Regions from separate parts of the Mus musculus genome. Here region 2 is linked to region 1. A link is a contact called in public HiChIP or PLAC-seq data. All regions are on one chromosome and are shown on one strand. Each heading gives the region's core, a stretch centred on a gene start, on an enhancer-like site or on the middle of the called end of the contact. The rest is flanking DNA. Distances are from core to core; before and after follow the strand shown. Region 1 holds the start of Fut10 (fucosyltransferase 10). Region 2 has its middle 15 kb from the start of Gm22140.

What was found. HiChIP or PLAC-seq counts read pairs in DNA pulled down with a chosen protein or histone mark.
Region 2: a contact with region 1 is called in a FOXA1 HiChIP or PLAC-seq map of pancreatic cancer cells. The contact joins the enhancer-like site here to the promoter of Fut10 in region 1. A contact is called at or near these places in 4 of 39 promoter capture datasets (the 3T3-L1 cell line, hippocampal neurons and liver) and 2 of 115 datasets of contacts at active chromatin or transcription factors (extraembryonic endoderm stem cells and pancreatic cancer cells).

What each region holds. Positions count from the first base shown.
Region 1 is chr8:31,183,062-31,189,868 of GRCm38.p6, reverse strand. It overlaps Fut10 (fucosyltransferase 10), which reads right to left and starts at 2,538. Exons shown (of 5, transcript NM_001012517.5): 1 at 2,407-2,538.
Region 2 is chr8:32,197,447-32,204,253 of GRCm38.p6, reverse strand. It overlaps a transcript of Nrg1 not described here. Among named protein-coding and RNA genes, the nearest start is that of Gm22140, 15 kb to the right of the region's middle. Within about 2 kb of position 3,958, at least 38 of the 459 cell types and tissues checked have an H3K27ac peak or open chromatin away from gene starts, as enhancers often do. A contact at or near this core is called in extraembryonic endoderm stem cells and pancreatic cancer cells, where this site is marked.

The DNA of each region.
Region 1 (6,807 bases), core at 1,289-3,788:
AAAAGAAACAACAGATGTGAACCTACGCTATTTCTCGAGTTTCCTGCCATGGTCTCTTCCTGGGGGCCTACTTCCATCACCCAGGCCCCACATCCTAGAGGTTCTACAACTTCCCCACACAGCGCCACCAGCTAGGGACCAAGTGTACAAACATGAACTCATCGGAGAGGGTGTCTGGTGTAGAATGATGAGAGTAAAATGCTGTGTTTCTTGGGACAATCCCACCTACATATAAAAGCACTTAAATATAGTCTGGGAAGGTTTTTGTGCTATGCCAGATTTATATATACATGAGTAACATTGGCCAAATTATCATCTTTTCCGTTATTTCCTAAGTATGATCCTAAGGAAGGGTTTTCTGAATGCTGTTTATAAGAAAAACACATGAAAGCTGCTTTATTTTTGTCCTTGAAGAATGCAGGATGAGCAGTAACGCAGTACCAATGGAGGCTCTGGTTCACTGTTAGACACTGCCATCTAGCAGGAAGCCAGCAGATGAGTTATTACAACCTCAGAATTTTGACACACCTTTTTGGTCATTTGATGCATTGCCTTTGGCTTAGAAGCAAAAGACAGGTTTCTGTTTTCTATTTTGCTGCTTTTTTCTTTTCTAAGGCAGGGTCTGGCTACATAGCCTAAGCTGGCCTCTAAATCACCTTCTCTTGCCTTGGTTTCCAGAATGAGCGCTAGAAATACAGGCCATTGAATAAGAAAGAACGAGAGAACGGAAGAAAGAAGGAAGGAAGGAAAGAAAGAAAGAAAGAAAGAAAGAAAGAAAGAAAGAAAGAAAGAAAGAAAGAAAGAAAAGAAAGAAAGAAAGAAAGAAAGAGAGAGAGAGAGAGAGAGAGAGAGAGAAAGGAAGGAGAGAAAGACAGAGAGACAGAGAGACAGACAGGAAGAAGTATGGTGGAGGAGAAGGTTTACTGGAGAGGTGATAGTGTGCACAGTAGATATGAGGGAGAGCATAGCCCAAGGCAGGGACAGCTGAGAGAGTCCAGAGTGGATATGACCAGTAGACTGAGGCAGGCCACGGGAGGGGGTGGGGAAGCAAGAAAAGGGAGGGCCAGGAGACCAAGAGCCAAAAATGGTGGGGGGGGCGCTGTCATAGCCAAAATGACAGAGTTATATAGGGCAGAGCAACGGAGGGAAGGACTGCTCACCGGAGAAGTTTAGGGTAGAAGGCTGGGTATGCCAGCCAGGAGGACCCTGTAACTTGTAGGGACTGAGAGATGCTGGGAGAACATGACTGCCAAGCTACACTTTGATATGTTAATAGGGACCTCTGTTAGTCCTTTATCACAGGTTTGAGACCTAACAGCAGTGGAGCACTACAGACATCTTGGAAAGCATTTGAGAGGCAGCTCTAACCCTGAAACTGAGTATTCCGTTTGTTGCTAGCTGGAACACTCAGTGTTCAACAATGGGGTTGATTATTCGATGCAGAAACCAAGTCAGGCCCTACCTGAAAAGAACGCCATCTGAGAGTATCATGGAGCAAAGGGAAGCAAGATTCTAGTTTGTAGTATAATCTCTTCAGCAAGCCCGTGCGAGAAGTGGTGCATCTCATCTGAAGGAAGGAAGGCTGAATTTGAAGGCATTACGGTCCTGAGCATCAGCTAGCCTTATTCCAAATTGAACCTATCCGAGTTGGATGCACTGCACAAAACAAGTCAGTCTTCATCAATTATTCTAAGCGCTGTTTCAGGGCATCATATCAGTGCTTAGGAGGTAATCTATTAGAGCTGTTATGTTAAGAAAAAGACATTTTCTGTAAGATGTCCTATCAGTTAATGAATCCTGGAAAATCCCAATCAAATGTCATTTTAAAATCACAATATCTGTATCTTGTAATACGAAATGAGTCGTATTTTGAGTATCCTAATTGGGTGCAAAAAGCCTAAGACTTGTGTGTGGATAATCAAAACCCGTTCTTCCGGAGTCTCTTCCAAAGTATCTACTAAATGCACAATGTATCCACCTCAGGAAAGTCAAAACTGCTACTCGCTGGGCACAAGTTCAATCAACAAGTGTTTCAAGGGAGCAGCACCCAGGTGCGAGCCGCAATTCTCAGCACAGCAGGGCCTTGAGACTTTTGCCTGGGGCCTTGGGAAGGAAGCAGAGTTGCTGCCCCAGCTCTGCGCTAAATCAGACCCTCGGGGTACCGCGCTCCTCCCGGTTCCACGAGCCCAGGGCTCCGGGACCACGTGCTCCCTGCTGTGCTCTCAGCGGCCAGATAGGCTTGCGCCCCAGTTTCTGGTTCCAGAAAGCCGTGCTTAGGGTTTCTAGGATCCCACCCCCACCTCCTCCCAGCGGAGTCAGATGCTCCGCCAGGGCCCAGCAAAGTGTCTCGTCTTACACTCCGCTTCTGCACAGCGCCCCAGTCTCCACCGGCAGCAGGAGACTCACCTTAGGCATCAGGGCAGCAAAACAAGTCCCCAGCACTGTACCTCAACAATCCTCCAACAATCCTCGGGGGGATGCGGGACGCTCTACCCACTCCCCAGAGTCCTCACTTTCTATTTACGCGCCTGAGCTCTTGCGAAGACCCGGAGAAGACTCGATGGAATGGCAGGCGCAGCTCCCGGATCATCCCGCCGAAGTCAGCCTGCGAGATCCTAGATCCACGTTTTCGTGGATGCGGTGTTTAAAAGCTAGCGGTCCCGGCTTCAAAACACTTTGGACAGCCCCTTATTGGTACCTCTCCCGGCTATTGGCTCAGGAACGCATCAGGTCCTGGAAATTCTGGAAAGTACTCTATAAGAGCCCCTCTTGAAAGGAAGGGTACTGATGTCCTTTTAAGTCATAGGAGACTACGCTCACGAGCCAGGAGGAATGAAGCACAAAGTCAATTCCCAATTTTGTTAAACCAAGGCTCCCAGCAGGGGATTGCTTTGGTCTCAGTGTCTTAGACTGGCTTGTCTGCTGCAACTTCCCGGTGACCATGGGGCTGGGATACCTTGGTGACTAAGTCAGACCTCACTAATGAGATTCGACCTCTCATGCAAATGTAGGGGCACCCAGTTCCAAATACTATCAGTGTACATATTCAGATCATAACAGGTATGTTAGCCACGGCTAAGTGGAGAAAAACAGCATCTGAGATTGATTTCAATTTTTTATTTGGTTGGTTGGTTGAGTTGGGAGTTTTGAGACAGTTTCTTGAGACAGGGTTTCATGACAATGTAGCCCTGGCTGTTCTGAAGCCCTCTCTGTAGCTGGCCTCCAACTCAGAATGCCCTTGCCTTTATTTTATATAGTATCTCACTATGTAGCCCAGGCTGGTCCTCAACTCTTTATCCTTCTATCTCAGTCTCCTGAGTAGTGCTGGGATTAAAGGAATGCACTGCCTGGCTTGAAGTGAGCTGTCTTGGTTTCTTTGGGGGAGTGGAATTATTGGTTATTGGTTTTTGTTTGTTTGCTTGCTTTTTTTTTTTTTTTTTTTTTTGGACAAAGCCACTGTGGCACTGTGACACTGACCTGACCTTGGGACAATGTGGTGCACAATGGCTGGAGAAAAGAACAACAGTAATACTGCATTTATTTACCCAAATTAGTTACTGTAAGCTCTCTCAATACAGACTCATCGGTCGTTCCTGAGGCTGAAAGGTGGACAGTCAGAAAGTGTGTGACTGATCCTTAGGAAAACAAAATTTGTGCAGCTGAGAAATGACCTTATAATATTTGCTGTCTATAGTGCTGAGTATTAAATCCACAGGCATTGTGCTAAGCAGTTCCCGTACCCAGGCCTAAAGAATGTGCTTTACTCTAACAGGAATCTCAAATTTGAAGGGGTTTTATTATTATTATTATTATTATTATTATTATTATTATTATTATTAAAGTAATAAGAAGTTGGACCCGGTTGTTTTGAGGCATGCCTACAATCCCAGCACTCAAGTAGAGTGAGATAGAAGGCTAATGAGTTCGAGGCTAGCCTGGGCTACACAGAGGGACACTTCTAAACTACTTTTGAAAGTATACTGGTTGGTTTTGTTTGTTTGTTTGTTGGCCAACTTGGCACAAACTAGATTCAATTGGAAGGGTGAACCTTAACTAAGAAGATGTCTCCATCATATTGACCTGTAAACAAGTATGGGCCGGGGCGACATTTTCTTGGCTAAAGACTGATTTGGAAAGGCCCAGTATACTGTGGGATGTGCCACACACCATGTCTAAGAAGTTAGTCCTGGGAAGTACCAGAAAGGTAGCCAGAAGAGGAAGCCAGGAAGCAGAGTTCTCTCATGGCTTTTCCTTTAGGTCCTGTCTCAAGTTCCTGCCCTAACTTCTCTTCTAATGGACTATCAACTGTAAGGTGATAAAAACCTCTCCTCCCCAAGTTGTTTTTGCTCTTGTTGTTTTATCAGAACATCAGAAAGCATACTAGGACAAAAAGAGAGAAAACTGTTGTAACAGGCTGTAGAATATTCATGAGGCTTCATGCCGTTATGAAGTATGCACTAAAACTCTCCCCTCTAGCAACTTCCTGTACACTGAACTTTTATACCCGCTAGATCTGAGACCGAACTGTAACTGCACCCAATGGTATCCTTTAGCCTTGGGGGGGGGGGTGCAGGCAGATAGAACTTATTAAAACTAGGGGAAAAAACAAGTTCCAAAATGTGTCAGACTATAAATAAACCTAATCTGTTCTCCAGGATCTCCAGCCAGGAAAAGAGCCAGGGGTGAGGTTAGAAGACCCTTTGTACATGGCAGGTCTTTTCAGTTAAACAAAAAGCCAGAAGATGATAAGCATGTCGTCCCTACTCCACAGCAGCTTGGCATGCCCAAGGTAATACATCACAAATCTAGATAGAGAATTTTGTCGGGGGAGGTATGTACCCCGCTTCTGTCCAATGAGGTTTAAAATGAAGAGGCTGCAGAGACAGGAGCCTCACAGTGTTGTGTTGTGTTGTGTTTCTTTTGTTTTACATTTCACATAGTAAAAAATGCACCCAGCTTGGGTTTATAGGGACTGAAATTAAGTGCTGAAGAGAGAAAGAGAGGAGAGAGAGAGAATGAATCTCCACTATCCATGATGGAGCAGTACTAAGGCCCCTAGTGAAATGCCTCCCGGGACACCAGGCTGCTGGAGCAGGAATCACCCAGGAAGATTCAGACAGCAAGTATTTGGGGAGCACAGTTGGGGAAGTAGCCAAACTAGCATTAGAAAATAGATGAGGGGTCGGTCATCCCCCAGTAATTGCACAGAGCCTAATAAATAAATCATAGTTTGAGTCTCATTCATTTGAAGCTAGACAGGGATCAGCATAATTCATACTATTTTCCTGGGTTATTTACTAACCACACAATGGCAGACCCATGCTTGCAGTAGATGGCCAAAACAAACTGAACTCACTGGATTTTTTTTGTTGTTGTTATGGAATGGTTTGTATATGCTTGGCTCAGAGAGTGGCATGATTAGAAGGTATAGCCCTGTTGGAGTAGGTGTGTCACTGTGGGTGTGGGCTGTAAGGCTATCATCCTAACTGCCAGGAAGTCAGTATTCTGCTAGCAGCCTTCAGATGAAGATGTAGAACTCTTGGCTCCTCCAGCATCATGCCTGCCTGGATGCTGCCATGTTCCTGCCTTGAAGATAATGGACTAAATCTCTGAACTTGTAAGCCAGCCCCAATTAAATGTTGTCCTTATAAGAGTTGCCTTGGAATGGATACAGAAAATGTGGTACATTTACACAATGGAATACTACTCAGCTATTAAAAAGTATGAGTTTATGAAATTCCTAGGCAAATGGATGGACCTGGAGGGCATCATCCTGAGTGAGGTATCCCAATCACAAAAGAGCTCACATGATATGTACTCACTGATAAGTGGATATTAGCCCAGATACTTAGAATACCCAAGATATAAGATACAATTTGTGAAACACATGAAACTCAAGAAGAACGAAAACCAAAGTGTGGACACATTGCCCCTTCTTAGAATTGGGAACAAAACACCCATGGAAGGAGTTACAGAGACAAAGTTTGGAGCTGAGATGAAAGGATGGACCATCTAGAGACTGCCATATCCGGGGATCCATCCCATAATCAGCCTCCAAACGCTGACACCATTGCATACACTAGCAAGATTTTGCTGAAAGGACCCTGATACAGCTGTCTCTTGTGAGACTATGCCGGGGCCTAGCAAACACAGAAGTGGATGCTCACAGTCAGCTATTGGATGGATCACAGGGTCCCCAATGGAGGAGCCAGAGAAAGTACCCAAGGAGCTAAAGGGATCTGCAACCCTATAGGTGGAACAACAATATGAACTAACCAGTACCCCCGGGAGCTCGTGTCTCTAGCTTCATATGTACCAGAAGATGGCCTAGTCAGCCATCAGTGGAAAGAGAGGCCCATTGGTCATGCAAACTTTATATGCCTCAGTACAGGGGAACACCAGGGCCAAGAAGTGGGAGTGGGTGGGTAGAGGAGTGGTGGGGGGGAGGGTATGGGGGACTTGAAATGTAAATGAAGAACATACCTAAAAAAAAAAAAAAGAGTTGCCTTGGTCATGGCATCTGTTCACAGCAGTAAAGCCATAACTAAGACACTTTACAATGCTTTTGCTTATAGATGATATTTTCTGATTTCATTTTTATGGGTTTTCTGTGTGTGTGTGTCTTAGAGTTTGTATGTGTTTCTTATGCTTTCTCTTTTGGCTCTTCACACACACACACACTTGTTCATTTTATCCTACTCTGGTTGGTTTGTTTTTATTTTATATTTTTACTATTATTTAATATTATTATTATTTTAGATGCCTGTTTGCATTCAAAGAGAAGAGAGAAAATGTGTGGATTGGATG
Region 2 (6,807 bases), core at 2,709-5,208, 1.0 Mb before region 1:
AGGTTTGGGGAATTACTCTCAATCAATTATACAGATGTGGATAGAGATTTTAGTGTTGTGACTTCAGCTGGCTCCACTAGTGGAAGCTCCCGGGTGGGTGTGGATGTGGCAGAGGAAAGGCAGCTGGCAGGGTTCACTTACTGCAGAGTCTTCAGATGCCCCACAGGCTCTGGAACACATGGTCAGGTATGCATGTGTCACTTTGGGAGTCCCAGGAGCTCAACCCCAGCAAAAGGTGTGCCCCTGGGCAGGTTAAAGGATTACTTTCAGCAGAAGGCAGCTCCTAGGGAAGTCTTAAACTGTGAGTTGCCCAGTGGTTGGGGAAATGAGTTTCTCTGCAGACTGGATGTGGGCCATACTTGTGGAGAACACGGCGGTGGCATTGTTTCGGGGTGTTAAACGCTTCTGGTTAAAAGTTCTGTGCAGAACTTCATAGAAGTCTGTGAAGTTGTAAAGTATCCTGAAATTTGAGGGTGGGTGAAACCTGTTCTGTTTATATTATCTTGTTCCCTATCTAAAGTTTAAGGAGTTTAAAGGGTTTGTTTGTTTGTTTGTTTGTTTGTTTTGCCTGTACTGTTTTTTGGGCTTTTGTTCTCATAGTTTTACAGTTTCTAGTACCTTTTTAATATTCCACCCTAGGACAATCTCTTTTGCCCTTTTGAAGAATGCTAAAATTCCCCAAATAGAGTCATCATGGAAATCTCCGTGGGTGAGATTCTCCCTCCAACTTTCTAACTGTAACAGTTCTCGTTTTTTTATTTCCCCCTCCTCCTCACTGCCTCCACTCCCCTATTGCTCATCTTTCCAATCAAAGTCTTGCTCATATACTTGCTCCTACTTAGGTTAATATTCATAAACACATTTCTTTACTAAGAGCTGCTCTTTAGATCCATATTCAAATCATCTTCCCCGAGGGCTTTTACATCACAATAGGAAGAACCTCTGAGGTAACTGAAGGAAGGGTGAGCAATAAGTCAGAAGGTGGGGAGGAAGAGGGGTGATTAAAGGTGATCACCACGGGCTCGCTCAGGCTTGATGAAAACCCACTGTGTGATGACCTAACCTGGTATATCTAACAGGGAGTTAGTTACACATATGTCTGGGCTTTTACAGAAGTTCACAAGCCATTGACTGGATACTGAGCACAGCTTATTCAACAAGATGACTGTGTTCCATGGGACTTCAACAGACAAGGCAGTTGAACTGTGAAGGACATATTTGCTCAGTGTGGTCAAGGACGCTGGGTTAGGTGGTTGAAACCTGTGCTCGGAGTGATGGGGAGGCTCAGGAAGGGATCACCTTGAATTCAAGGCTGGTCGGGGCTACACTGGAAGTTCTGGCTCAGCCTGGACTTCAGAGTGAGACTGTGTCTGAGAGAGGGGGTAGAGAGAATATGTCCAATAAAGGAGAGAGAAACTTGGTACTGACTTACATAACTGCATTATGGGATAGGTAACATATTTGGACTTCAACCTTTGGAATGAAACTACCCCTAGCCCTCAAAGTAGGATGCAGCATAGTAACCTGATTGGTTGGACATTTCGTTGTCCTTCTGTATTCCTGGGGAAAAGCTTTTCCATTTTCTGTCTTCCCAGTTCTGAGTTGAACCCAAACAACTTCACCAATGGTCCAGGTTTATTTGGCTTTGATATGCCCCTCAGCCACCCTCTTCCTGACAGTTGCTGGCTATGTCAACTACTTTCCCACAGCCTTCCTTGGAGTCTTGATCACAACACTCAGGATAGTCTATTATTGCCCTGGTTAATACCTGGGCACAACCTAAAGCCACCCCAGAGGAGGAAACTTCAATAAAGAAAAGGCCTCCATAAGATCAGGTTGTAGATAAGCCTAGAAGGCATTTTCTTGATTAATGGTTGATTGGGAGGGCCCAGTCTGTTGTGGGTGGGGCCATCCCAGGTTGGTGGTCTTGGGTTCTATAAACAAGCAGGCTGAGCAATCCATGGGAGCAAGTCAGTAAGCAGCACCCTCCATGGCCTATGCATCAGCTCCTGCCTCCAGGTTCCTGTCCTGCTTGAGTTCCTGTCCTGACTTCCTCCAATTATGAACTGTGGTATAGAAAGAAGTATAAGCCAAATAAACCCTTCCCAGCTTGCTTTTTTTTTTTTTTTTTTTTTTTTTTTTGGTCATGGTGTTTCATTGTGGCAACAGAAACCCTAAGTAAGGCAAATGTAGTGATTTGTTTAATGTAATAATCAAATTCTTTTAAGCACAAATCAAAGTGACTTAAAAGTAACTATTGACTGATTCCCTTCACAACGCTACAGAGGTAGGTGCTATTACCTTGGCTAATTTAGAGGTAAGGAAACTGGAGCCATGGCAGAATTACATACATACTTTTGGTCACGCGGGTAATAAGAAGAACTGGGTTCCAAACCTAGGAACTTCAGACTCAAAACAGATGCGATGAATGAGTAAACCATGTGGCTTTGTGCCACCTTCTTGCTTATCCATGAATGATACACACTGAGCTGTGAATGCACAACTTCCAAGAATACTTTTAATTTCATAAATACATTAATCATTATAAAAAATGAAATGAATCCCTAAATATACCTAAACAGAGAAAGTGACCCCAAATCCTATTCCTCTAAAATATGGCATCATTAAAAGATGGAATTGCAATAGCTTGCCTGTATCATTTTACACCCACGCAGACATAGCGGGACTGTATCATGTCCTTTTCATCGTGGCTGTCACACATCATCCTGTTCTCAGAGTTGTCTATTTGGGAAATCCTCAAAAACCTGTGTGTGTTCTTCTACGTATATGCTTTATATCCATGAAAATGGAAATCACTGGCATTTGAAAATGTGGTTGTATTAAATGTAATATTCTGCATGTTGATTTTTCTCACTTTACAGTTGATCCAGATCACATGGCAAAATCCATAAGCATTCTTTACCTGCCCCACGGCATTCCTTATACAGCACACATGTACCACATGCGTCCAGTTGTTTCCTTAGCTTGCAGGAGTTCTCTTAAATCGTTATGCTTTGGGCAGTATGCTGGGCATGTTAGGGCAACTTTAGTAAATATGAGAGGTTTTAAAACACTTAAAGTAGAATTTTAGAAAAAAAAAAACATATCCTCAAAGGATTGTTAATGTTTTAATTATAATTTCTATGAGTAAGGGAATAAGCAGAAAGTATGGGAAGAACTTACTACTTTAATAAAATTAAACAATTATCTATTCATTGTTATCTGATTAAAGCTAATTTCCCCCTGTACTCATTAAATCCTTTCCTAAGGAGATATACAATAGGACATTGTCACAAACACCACAGTCTCTAGACAGCTGAACTTTGGGATATAGTACCTACTATCCAATTCTTGTCTATGACAACATGTATAGAATATATATATTCTCTTCTTGCATACTGATTTCTAGCTGTGAAGTTCATTCTCTCTCTCTCCCTCCCCCTCCCCCCCTCCCCCTCCCCCCCTCCCCCACCTTTACAAGGTTTCTTTGTGTAGCCCTGACTGTCCTGGAACTAGCTCTTTAGACCAGTCTGGCCTCAAGGTCAGAGATCCACCTGTCTCTGCCTGCAGATTGCTGGGATTAAAGGTGCACTGCTGGCACAATCACTCTTCCTGCTGTGTTTTCCTGTGTGTCAAGCCTCAGCTTGGAATAAAGTCTCCACAGCCCCTCTGGGGACTTCTGTTCATCGACACTGAAGTACAATTTCCTCTGCAAATCTCTCATAGATCTTCTTTCCTGTTCTCCCTCATGTACAATGAATAACCTGTACCCCACATGGCCCCCACACACTCCATCCTCCGCTTTAGTACAATCCTTCCTTTAAACTCATCTATATCACATAGCAGACTTCACTTTCTTCTATTTGGAACGTGTCCTTTCCAACCTTTTCCAGAGTGGTCCTGTCTGGCATGCCTAAGGTGCTCTGCAGTGTTTGTTGACTGAGTAACAAAAGGCAGCAGAAGAATGTGTTGGATTGGAATTGTGAAAGCTTTCCACTTATCGCGAATATGGAAAGGCTCAGTGGAATCCTAGAGAAAATAATCCGAGAGCTGAGACTTTCCAGAGGGCACTTGCACGGAAAAGGAGGAGCAGAGCCTGATCAGAAGTTGAGTAAATATCCTCCAAGGCCCCTGATTATCCAGACATTGACAAAAGAAAGATTCTGCAAGGCCTGCCACTGTGTCCATGAGGAAGTCCTGGCTCAGATGATTCATGGTTAAATATTTGCATCTCTTCTAGCTAAGAAAAACAAAAGCTGTGGCATTCCATAGCCCTTAGGCATGTTAGATCTAGGGGCTTTGCCAGTTCTTTCTCCTTAGCAGTCGGTTACTAACGAGGCCCCACTTCATAAAAAAACGAAGGCATGAGAAATGGGAAGGAAGTTGAAGAGCAAGCTATCGGGTTGGAATTCAGAAAGTATATCAAGGCCAACAAAGTAATTGTGAAATTTGATTATTAATGTTTTGATACTTCGATAGACCTGTTTTCTGTTCTCCAGCAGAAACAAGCAAGATGAAGGATGGTAAATGTTTTGAGTAAAGAGAGGGGAAATATAGATAAGTTATTCCTCCAAATCTATCCAGTAAGCTGAGTGCACCGTCTCCAGATATCAACAATCAGGGTCAGAGTGGGTCTCCAAGTAAGCGGTACACTTGTTGATGGACACACTGAATGTATTTATCTCACGACAGCCTGAAAATTCCATGTTGTTATTTCCACTTCGGAGATAAGAAAATGGAGGGTAAGAAAAAAAAATAATTATCAGTAATTGAAGAAGTGAGGAGGACTTGAATTCAAGTAACAGAAAGAGAGGCAGTTAGCTAAGAGTTTCAGAATGTTATACTGTAAGATGTGCCACCAGTCGTAGGACCTTATGTACTTGCTACCAAAAAAATCTATTTTCAGCTCTATTCTTCAGGTTTAAGGTTTGGCTGGGAGGATGGGGGTCCAACATTGTTCATGGAAATCTTGCCCTTAGTATTAGAATCCATTTATAAACTTACGTGGATGAGCTTCTCAAATCCTTTCAGAAAACAATTTTTATTAAGATGTATAAACAAAAATTAATTCTGTGTGCCCCTCAGCTGTAAGGTTGGCAGAGTTCCTGAGCTTTAACTTAAAGCTCCTAAGCATTGTTAACATGGGACCAATTTCTTCCTTGGGCCATAAATATATAATTACTCATGTTTTGTTTTAATTTCACAGAGGTATACAAAATATCTTAAGCAAATCCACCACCTAATCCTTCCATGCAAAACCCAGTTTAATCTCCCTTTCCAACTTCAAGACTTTTTTGGAACCAGTACTGTCCACATGTGCACAGCTGTGGGATTATTCACAAAGGCACAGGCAACCTGTCAGTGGCCCCACCTCAAAGGAAAGTGAATCTCCTTGCTGTAGTAACCACGGGCTGCCAAGTGCTCCTTGGATGGGAATGGGGCCTCAGGAGCCCCTTGGGAGCCCTATCTAACCTCCATGCTTTCTTTCCTAAATGTTGTGTTTGAGAGCTGAAAGACCAAGAAAAAGATGTTCTGAAATCCTCCAAACTAAAACCCTCCCCAGTACTGGTACATATTATGAGAGTGCATGAAAATAGGATCCCGAATACTGCTCTTGATGGGATTCCTATTCCTTTACTATGTAGACAAGGTTAGGTTTCATGGATGTTATATGGAGACCACACTTTATGAACCTGGCTCTATTACTCTCTTGTTTTGGACCTTGGTCAGGACAAAAACCCTAAATGACTATATTTCCTTTGAGGCTCCATGACAGAGTAACTGAAAGAAACAAGTTATAAAAACCTTAATTTAGGCAGACAACCGGCCACCATCCGGACCAGAGGACAGGTGTCCGCCTGGCTTGGGAGGCGACCTCAGCCTCAGCAGCAGCGGTCGCCATCTTGGTTCCGGGACTCAGCAGAATTTAGGAAATTAGTCTGAACAGGTTAGAGGGTGCGCCAGAGAACCGGACAGCTTCTGGGACGGGCAGAAGCACAGAGCCGCTGAGGCAGCAGCCTGGGCGGGCCGCAGATAACCGGCCACCATCCGGACCAGAGGACAGGTGTCCGCCTGGCTCGGGAGACGGCCTCGGCCTCAGGAGCAGCGGTCACCATCTTGGTTCCAGGACTCCCTGGAACTTAGGATTTTAGTCTGCACAGGTGAGAGTCTGCACCACAGAAGCTGACAGCTTCTGGGAACTGCCAAAGCAACACAGCTTCTGAGAGAGGCCCTGTTTTGGGCCTTCTTCTTCGACCAGGAGGAGGTCCAAAAACAAGATATCTGCGCACCTTCCCTGTAAGAGAGCTTGCCAGCAGAGAGTGCTCTGAGCACTGAAACTCAGAGGAGAGAATCTGTCTCCCAGGTCTGCTGAGAGACGGTAACAGAATCACCAGAAGAACAATCTCTAAACAGAGTCAACTATAACTACTAACTCCAGAGATTACCAGATGGCGAAAGGTAAACGTAGGAATCCTACTAACAGGAACCAAGACCACTCACCATCATCAGAACCCAGTACTCCCACTTCGCCCAGTCCAGGGCACCCCAACACACCCGAAAACCTAGACCTAGATTTAAAAGCATATCTCATGATGATGGTAGAGGACATCAAGAAGGACTTTAATAAATCACTTAAAGAAATACAGGAGAACACTGCTAAAGAGTTACAAGTCCTTAAAGAAAAACAGGAAAACACAATCAAACAGGTAGAAGTCCTTACAGAAAAAGAGGAAAAAACATACAAACAGGTGATGGAAATGAACAAAACCATACTAGACCTAAAAAGGGAAGTAGAAACAATAAAGA